Regions from separate parts of the Mus musculus genome. Here region 1 is linked to region 2. A link is a contact called in public Hi-C data. All regions are on one chromosome and are shown on one strand. Each heading gives the region's core, a stretch centred on a gene start, on an enhancer-like site or on the middle of the called end of the contact. The rest is flanking DNA. Distances are from core to core; before and after follow the strand shown. Region 1 holds the start of Tcf7l2 (transcription factor 7 like 2, T cell specific, HMG box). Region 2 holds the start of Gpam (glycerol-3-phosphate acyltransferase, mitochondrial).

Region 1 (4,639 bases), core at 435-2,934, 640 kb before region 2:
CAAAAAAAAAAAAAATGAAAAAAGAAAAGAGAAAGAAAAATTAAAAGTTCAGATTGGCACCCCAACAGAGCCCTGCCTGAGGAAAAAAAAAAAAAGGCTCCCCGAATCGTGAGGCAAGCACAAGAAAAGCCAGAACATGGCGAAGCGCAAACAAACCCAGTCCACAAAAGGCAGAGAAAAAGTTTGGAGAGTTCGGGCCGCGAGGGGGGGAGGGGAGGGGGGAGGGGCGGGGCGGGGGAGGGGCAGGGCATGCGGGGCCGGCAGGCGGGCAGGGCGGGGAGCGCGGTGGCACTTACGGTTCGGGCGGTGGGCGAGAGCGATCCGTTGGGGAGGTAGGGGCTCGTCAGGTCGGGGATCATGATGAAGGGGTAGCCGGGATACGGTGGCCCCTTAAAGAGCCCTCCATCTTGCCTCTTGGCCGCTAACATGGCGGGGCGGCGGAGGGGACGGCGGCGGCCGCGCGGCGCGGGAGAGAGCGGGAGAAACTTTTTAGCAAGTGTCCCCCCGAGGGCCCGCGCGCGTCCCCGGGGCCCGGCCGGCGCGGGAACTCGGGTAGGGTGGGTGGGGAGTGGGGCGAGGGCACCCGCCAGGCCGACCCCGGGGAGGGGGAACGCAACCGCGCGGTTTTGGGGGCGCGCGGGGCGCACTCACCTTCTTCCAAACTTTCCCGGGATTTATCTCGGAAACTTTCGGAGCGAGGCGGAGGCCGTCTTTCCGCCTTCCCGGAGGGGCGAGGTGGGGAGGGCGAGGGGCGATAGCCGCGCCGAGGGGGTGCGGGAAGGGAGGGTCGGCGGAGAAAGGGGTGCAGAAAAACACGGTTACAAGTTTTCGCAGCCAGCAGCCCGGGCCACCGTCCGCGCCGCCCGCAAGCCCGACCCGCCTCGCCTCGCTCGCCTTCCAGCCCCGCTCTCCCGGCCCTGGAACCGGCTGGAGCCACCCGCCAGCCCGAGGGGCTCTTCCTACCTCGGAATCGGAGGAGCTGTTTTGATTCGTCTCTGATTCATTGACCAGCGAGGACTTGACATCGGCTAAATCCCTTTCCGCCGAGGAGTTTTCCGAGTTCTTCTCCTCCTGCTCGCCTTCGTCTTTGAAGGAGATCAGCTCGTCGTTAGCGCCTAGGTCATCTCCTCCACCGCCGTTCAGCTGCGGCATTTTTCACCCACCAGCAGCAGCAATTTTGGAAGAAAAATGAAGGAGGAAAAAAAGCAAAAAAAAAAAAAAAAAAAAAAAAAAAGTTTTGCGAGTCCCCCCCAAAAAAATACTGCAAGAAAAAGACGAGTCCAAGGTTAACTTTTTTTTTTCCTGCTTTGGGGTCTTTCTCTCCTGGGGAGGGGAAAAGAGGGAGGAGGGGAGGGGAAGGGGGGAGATCTTCTGCACGCGTGAGTTTGGGTTTCTTTTTTTCTCTCGTTCCCAAGGATCCGATCAATGTGCAAAAAAAAAAAATAATAATAAATAAAAAAGGGGGTAAAAAAAACAACAACAACAACAAGAAGAAGTCAGATATAAGAGCAAAGGGGGGGGAAGCCGAAGACACCGAAGGATCTCGTGCCGCTCGGATTTGAGTGAGTTGAAGTTAGACTGAGCTTTTCAGTTCAAAGGCGGCGCTGATTGACAGATAGAAAAAGGGGGATCGAAATCCGGAGGAACGGAGTAGTCTGGGAGCGGAGATTATTGACAGGGCGAGAGGAACACACTCGCCTTAATGAGATGCCAGGGGGCGGGGCCTCCCCGGTGACGTGTGCATAAATAAACAGCCGGGGTGGGCGGGGCGGGGGCGGCCAACAATGATCCTTTGGGCGCCGGGAGAGGGAGCGGGGCGGGCCGGGGCCGCGGGAGGCGCGCGGGGTGCGGCCTGTGCTCAGCGTGCGAGCCGGGCGCCCGGACGGTGCGGGCCTCGCTCCTGGAGGGGGCGGGTTCCGAAAGACAATGCGGACCGGGAGAGGAGGGGAAGGGGGTGGCAACCCAGTCCGGAATCTGAGCCGGGGAAGGCGGAAGGAAAGCCCACTTGGGGGGCGGGGATGGGGAGAGGCCCAGAAAAAGTGTTAGCCAAGAAGTCCTGAAGATGGGGTCCAGGAGGGGAGGACTATGGGACACAAGGACGGGGTGCTCAGTGGTTAAGTCCCCGATGAAGTCGGCCGCACTGGGGCGGGAAAAGACACGACTGGTCCAAAAGAAGGCTTACCTCTCTTGCTCTGAGAGAACCAGGGGAAGCAGAGAGGCTGGGCCATCTACAGGGAGGGTAAGGCTCCCCTCCCTTGGCTTGTTTAATGACAGTGAATCATGTCATTCAATGTAAAGTCCCACTAGGTTAAATATGCCAAGAAGGCGTTTTATCCAAGAAAACAAATTGTCTGGGGTATTAAAAATATCCTTAAGGAAAATGTAAAGGTTTTTTTTTTATTTTTTTAACTGACGTTGGAAGTAGGAAGTGATGTAGGATCCAAGTCCTTTGGAGGTGAAATGTTTGGGCGTTAACAGCTGCAGGGAAAAATAAAAGTGAAAGTTCACCAAGCCCTGGGGATGAGTAGAGCTGGAGTTTTTCTCCAAAGGGGACTGAGATGAAATGCCCTAAGGCTCTAGATGCTGAGGGCCCTGACAGGAGAAAGTCACCAAAGCTGGCCCAGAAGCCCTTGGGAAGAGGTGGGCAGCCTGGGAGTTGAGATGGGTGTTTGTTGGTTATTAGGCTCCAGTGAGGGCAAACCGATTTGCTATGAGGTGGTGGAGAAAATTATGTTAAAGGAGAAAGGTGGATCCCCAAACCGTGTTTCTGTCTGGTAGACTCAGAAGAGCCTTTCCCTTGCAGATAACCAATGAGAAGTGGACTGGGACGTCCAACGGGCAAGAGGAAGCAAAGAAAAAAGAAATCAGAAAGAATGAGTCAGTGGGGACTGGCAACTGCCATTAGGTGTGATGTTATCCTGAGGTCCACCACGTATTAAATTAACCCACCCTCCCCTTTAATAAGCTCATCTGTTGTAGATTTCCAAAAGTAACCAATTTACTGTGTAATATTTAGAGAATTTGGGGTTTCAACAAAACTGTTCTACAGGCTAAGGCCTCAGAAAGAAGACAACGGAAAACAACGATCCTGAGATTCACAAGGCTAACGAATTCCCCTGCACTGGGAAAAAAAAAAATCCCAAGCACATTTGCACACTAAAGGGAAAGATGCAGACAAAATAAGGATGGGGTGGGCGAGGCGGGTGAGAATCACAGTCCCACCTCCCAACTTTCATATTCATCAGAAAACCAGAAGTGGAGGGAGAGAGAAAGAGCCTGGAAAAAAAAAAAAAAGCAAAACAAATGTGTACATTTCATCGGACGGCTTGCATGGGACACAAAGCAGAGGGCTAATTAGTCTCAGCAGGTAGGACTAACCTTCAGACTTCATAAATAAATAAGACAGCGCAGTATCTAAGAGGGAGAGCAGAGACAGAAAGGGGAATATTTCAAGACACCAAGTAAAAACACGAAGCATGAAATGCAGCCCAGTCTTGAATCAGTGCACAAACGACTGAGCTGTCCCCTTCCTGGGCCTCCCCTGGATGCCTTTAGATTACTACACATCTAGCCCGACATCTAGCTGTTTAGCTAGGTATGTAATCAAGCTGGCAGCTTTACACACTTGCTAATTGCCACCTGAATACATCTTGTACCCAAGCTGGTCTCTGCACAATATAGACTATGCCAAGGCCTGTTTCAGGGGCTTGTTGACATAAATGAGAGCCCTTTCATAGTAACTGTTTTATAACCAATTCTTTGTCCTGCAGGATGGGTTTGGATTCTGTTTGTATTTTACTTTAACCCTGATCTTCATCAAGTTGAATAATAGGGTCTTCTGTGTTCCTTAGGGGTCTGGTTGTGCAATAAAAACTTATGAATATACTAAGTCAAAACTGTTAAAGCATCGCTCTTATGAGCATACTGCGTTTTATCACGTGCAAACAGGATGCTAAGGGCTCTTGTTAGTGACCAATGCCATCATCTAGTTTGACATAGCCTTATTTTCTCATTCAAAGGGAACCTTTGAATCTTCCCTTAAATCTCCCAACTTAATTAAGCAACTAAAAGTTATTCCTTGACAGCCTATAGGCCACATTTAATTTCATTGTTTGGTGCTATAAAAAAGGCCTGGGGAGAGAAAGCAGAAAGTTCTCACTGACTTCTTAGTCCCTGTTGTGGCCTGTGGTGGTATCCAGATGGGTAGGGAAAGAGGAGAGAGCAAGGAATGCCACTGCAGGAAGCAAGATAAATGTGATGTGATGTGATGTGATGTGATGTGATGTGATGTGATGTGATGTGATGTGATGTGATGTGATGTGATGTGATGTGATGTGATGTGATATGATATGATATGATATATGCACAACAAAAAGCCAGATTGGCCGGGCGTGGTGGCACACGCCTTTAATCCCAGCACTCGGGAGGCAGAGGCAGGCGGATTTCTGAGTTCAAGGCCAGCCTGGTCTACAAAGTGAGTCCAGGACAGCCAGGACTGCACAGAGAAACCCTGTCTCAAAAAAAAAAAAAAAAAAAAAAAAGCCAGATTGGCCCACCATGTAGACCTGCAGTTTATAGATTTGGCAAGACCTCTTTAAATACCAGCCGACTCATGTCCAAGTGTTCAAGTTCCTTCTCT
Region 2 (4,821 bases), core at 2,099-4,598:
AAGATGAGGAGAAAAAAAAATCATGGACCTCTTCATCATTCAAATGATTTCTTCTAATAAAGCTTTCTAGAATAATTGTTATATTTGAAATCAAGCAATGCCATGGCGACTACATGATTGGATTTTGAATTCAGTTAGTGCTATTCTTTTGTGGGGAAGTGTACATTTGTGGATCAGTAGCAACTGGAACAAATGTCCTCAGGTTCGTTTAGATCACTGAAGGAAGCCTTTTAAAGACGGACTATTAAACAGGCAATGCAAATAGTGGGAAAATGTGGATCTTGGTCTGAGTAAGACTTGAGTTTCCGTCGTTTCTCCTCCACCTTCTGTCTCTGTTGGTTACACTTCCTTCTCTGGTCACACGTTAGTTATATATGCTATTAACTGCACAGTATATTGTTTTTATTTTTGTTGTAAGCAGTCTGCTATCTTTTAAAGGTAATTTTAATAAAAAAATACTTTGGGGGTCCTTAAGATCCTGTAACTCCTTTGTGTAGGTTCAGATTTCAATATATAGCATTTTGTTGTTTCTTTGGAAGTCAGTGACATATCTTACAGCCTAGGTCTTCCAGACATGAATTCTTTCAGTGTTTATCTTTCTCCTCCCTCCAGGGACACCAATCACATGCACCCACCCAAGTCCCCTGATGCCGTCCCTGTTCATTATTTACTTCTGGTTCCCCAGTGCTGTGTTCCACATAGCTCTGACACGATGTTTTAAAGTAATTTATTTTACTTTTTGGTAACATTTAACCTGCTGTGAATTCATCACAGGTGTGTATGTATGTGTTTATATGTTTACAAAAATCCCAATGCTTTTATAAGGTTTGTGACTTTGATTTGGATTTCTAAGATGGGGTCTCTTGTGGCCCAGCTGGCATTAAATTCACCGTATGGTGGAGGGTGGCTTTGAACTTCTGACTCTCTGCCTCTTCTGTGCTGGTATTCAAGGTCTGTTCTGTATCACCACACCTCCTTTTATGTGGTGGTAGAGACAGGGTGCACGACTTCACGCATGCCACCTTGGCAAGCCACATACCAGCTGAGCCACATCCTCTCCCGGTCTAGATCTGGCTGAATCTTTTTTCCATGTCTCTCTTCTACTTGCTGTTAACTCTGCTAGCTCTAGCATTCTTGATTCATGGGTTTCTCCATTTCTGCTGTGCATCACTCTTTCCTGTTTTCTTTTTTCTTTTCTTTTTGCATGCCTGCCTACAATCTCAATTTGAAACACTGAGAATCTCACTTTGTGAGGAACAGGATATTTTAAATTTTGTTCCCTGTAAGCATCCTCATGCTTTATTCTTGGGTACTTTGGTGGTCTTTTGTTTGTATGCTTGTTTTTGAAATTGTCCAAGGGGTAGGGGTGGCACTGGGTTTTTAGGGTTGTTAAATATGACCATAATATGACTTTATTGTAGGGCTATTTTTGCTCTGCTACTGAGGTGAGATCATTTATGTCATAAATAATGAGGTTTCTAGAGTCTTTGAAGATCAGGCATTTTAAGCATCCTTTATGACCACCGAGAATCTTTTAGCTATGACTTGTAGATCCAAGAGCAGTCCCCATATTGTGCTAGCCACAGTGAGTGTTCTTCTTCACTTCATGTTTATGTGTTCTTCTTCCCTGAACCTGTGTCTGCAGGTCTCCATGGCTTCTTTTGCCACATAGCTTTCTCCTCTCTGGTACTCTGATGTTGCTCCTGCTTTGACACCCATAGTCTCTCAATTCTATCTCCTCATTTCAGTCTACCTAAACCTGGCTGAATTCCTTCTTTCTGTACTGAAGCCTGATAACTCTCTCTAGGTGATAAGCCAAAGCAAGTACAGGGTTCAGCTCATTGTGTGCCTCCCCTTGGACTGTCGACCTAAGGTACAGAATGTCTGATTCTTGAATGTCACTGTTTTATACTGCCTGTTTGGTTTTTCTTGTATTAAATAAGACAGCAAATTCTCCCCTGTTGCTCCATCTTGACTGGCTAGACTGGTTACTATAAATCACTCTGCTGATAAAATAAATTGCTTAGGGTGCCACCTGTTTCCAAAACAATTTTCATTATGTAACCAGAACTTAGCACGGCAAACCCACATTCACATGCACAGCCACTCTTGTGCAAGAAGAGTCACTATGACTGAGTTTTATGTAAGACACACTTTCCATATGGCTTACATTTTAGAATTTCTTTGTCAGTCTAATTCATTTCTCTTATCTTCTTTATCAATCTAAAGTTTTTCTTCATGCTTTCCTTCCATGCCTGTTTTGTTGTTAGGGCCCCTGTATCCTGTGCACAAAATTTCACAATGTTTTGGGATAAGAAATTACTCTTTGTAGCCAATATACACTCCTTGAGAGCCTTAGTGAAGTATGTTTGTTTTTTTTTTTTGCTAAGGTACATGTGAGGCTAAATCAAGGCAGGGTCCTTGATGAATGGCCACTTCTACTCTCTGGGGTTGTTTCCCAGAAGAGAATATTTGCTTTGTAGGATGGGTTTATAAAGAGAAGTGGAAAGTTCAAGCTAAGGAAATCTAGTTTTTCTTGTTGTGCCTCAGCTCCCAGTATTTACTGGGTGCTTATTATAACATATTAATTAGGACCCTGATGTAAGGCACTGTCGCTGCCATGGGTTTGCAGTCTGACACCGATGGATGAGGACCTGAGACATGGTGCTCTGGTTAATCTTTGAGATGTCGCAGGAGGCTGTGATAATGGAGGAATGGGGTGGAAGGGAAGGCTTGGAGAAGCAGTTCTGGGACTACAGAGTGCTGGGATGAGAGGCAGAAGCACAACAGGAGAGGGACAGCATCTCCGGGCCACAGCAGGGACAACTGCTGGGGACAGAGGGAGAGGAGCGGCCTCTCTGTTTATGTCTGATGTGCTGGGCCCAGGCATTTGGGTTCTAGGGAGCTATGGGCATGTTTTTAGTTATCTTTCAAGCCTTCCTTTGTCTATTCTACATTTTTTTCGCCGTTGCGGGCTCGGTCACTCAGACATTTCACAACGTTGCACTCTGCAGTCCTTGCCTCTTCATTCTTCACAAATTGAGCTTGGTCTCACATACAAAAAGGCAAGATCACGCACAAGTACCTAAACCCACGCAGCCCGAATGCATTCCGCCACAGGACAGGGCCTGGTGCTAGCCTAGGCTAGCTGAGGTCACGCAAGGGAGATGGCAGACAGACAGACAGACCCACCGGCCGATGCACGAAGCATGCAGCTTGGGCAGTGTAGACATCAGGCTCACTCCCCATGCTCTCCGTCCCCACCGTCCCCTTCCTCCAAGCGCCTTACGCTAAGCCTGGCGGCCGGCAGCCCCGACGTCACTGCCGCGCGCCGCCCGCGTCATCGCGGCGCGCCGCTGCAGCAGGCGCAGAGCCGAAGCGCTGGCAGCTGCGTGCGCCCAGGCGCGAGCTGCCGGGCGGGTGGAGAGGAGCGCGGTGCGCTGTGCGCGGTGCGGGCTGCGGCTGCAGACGCCGCTGGGCCGGAGCGCGGGGTCAGGTGCGTGGGTGGGCGCCGCTCTCCCTGGGCCCGCCCGAGGCTTTGCAAGAGTCCGGGGCGGACACCCGGGTTCCCCCTGGAGTGGGCCGGGCTCCCGGATGGGTGGGCACGGTATCGCTCCAGGGACCGGGCTGCAGTGACAGCACCAGCAGGGCTGACATCCCAGCACGCTCCGTCCCGGGGGGCCGGGAGGGAAACCGAGGCAGCGGGGGACTCCGCGAGCAGCTGGCTCCAGGGACCGCCCGCTGACAGCAGCCCCGCGTACCCCACAGTGTCCCGGGCGTGCTATGGAGACCCCTGCCCTCCCTGCAGCCGGACACAGCTGTCGGGTGGCATGCTGCCCATTTTCCAGATGGGAGAAGCAAGGCGTAGTAGTTAACCAACTTGTCCAAATTCACATGCGTGGTGTGCAGACGGGGCCTTGAACTCCAGAGGGGCCCCCTTGCCCCTGCCTGTGGCCCACTGTCAGATTTTGTTTTCTTCCCTGCTCAGCACTGCTGTTTAGAGCCTCTGGGATTCTTTTCTTTTATTCTCCTCCCCTCTCCTGTAAAAAAATCTGGCTTGACCTCAAGTAAACCCTGTGGGGCTGGAGGAGCAAGGCTTGGACGTCTGTTGGCACAAGCCTCCCTTTCCTCCTCCGATCGCCTCATTTCTTTTCTCAGGCTGCAGTGTGCTCCCCCACTCCCGGCCCCCCTCCGTTGTGTGGCCATTCAGAACCGGAAGTTGGTAGGGGGAGGGGGCGTCGAATCTTTATAATAAAGAACTTTTCCCACCAGATGGGGTGCTTTACTGATCTCTGGTGTCAGCTGATTGCTTATGCTGAACGGCTAAGGGCAGATGTTGTTTTGAGGCTAAACAGTTATCGGAGCAAATCCACGTGGGGATTGTAAAGAGTCCAGGTGTTCCTCTTAGAGAACAGTGTTCTCTCACTGAAGGTGGATTTTGATTTTAAGAGAAGAATCTAATGCTGGGGGGCAGGGGGAAGCCAGCAGCTAAAATAATTAAATAAAGATGATATAAGGTTTTTAAAAATTAAAAAAAGCTGCATTCATACATATAAAATGTCTTACCAAGTAAGCTTACGCTGGGGCTGGAGATGTGGCGCAGTGGTTAACAGTCCCGCTGATCTTTCAGAGGATCAGAGTTTGGTCCCAGCACTTGCATCAGGTAGCTCACGACCTAGCTCCAGGGATCTGATGTGCAGTATTGGCCTCCTCCAGCACTCATATGTATATGCCTATACATGCACACACATCCATAAATAAATAATAAAAAAGTTTTTGTCTCTATCCTCCCAGGGATACTCAGTTATTAACAAAAGTGAA

What was found. Hi-C and Micro-C count contacts between places; a contact is called where the count stands out from the background.
Region 1: a Hi-C map of uterus shows a contact between it and region 2, with 3 times the contacts expected there. The contact joins the promoter of Tcf7l2 here to the promoter of Gpam in region 2.

The regions. Positions count from the first base shown.
Region 1 is chr19:55,738,855-55,743,493 of GRCm38.p6, reverse strand. It overlaps Tcf7l2 (transcription factor 7 like 2, T cell specific, HMG box), which reads right to left and starts at 1,684. Exons shown (of 15, transcript NM_001331146.1): 1 at 964-1,684; 2 at 652-718; 3 at 297-421. The coding sequence starts at 1,152. Gm31734 (predicted gene, 31734) reads left to right here and starts at 291. Exons shown (of 3, transcript NR_168128.1): 1 at 291-332; 2 at 902-1,285; 3 at 2,804-3,889.
Region 2 is chr19:55,098,004-55,102,824 of GRCm38.p6, reverse strand. It overlaps Gpam (glycerol-3-phosphate acyltransferase, mitochondrial), which reads left to right and starts at 3,348. Exons shown (of 21, transcript NM_008149.4): 1 at 3,348-3,496. It overlaps Gm31356 (a long non-coding RNA gene), which reads right to left and starts at 3,282. Exons shown (of 3, transcript XR_001782666.2): 1 at 3,193-3,282.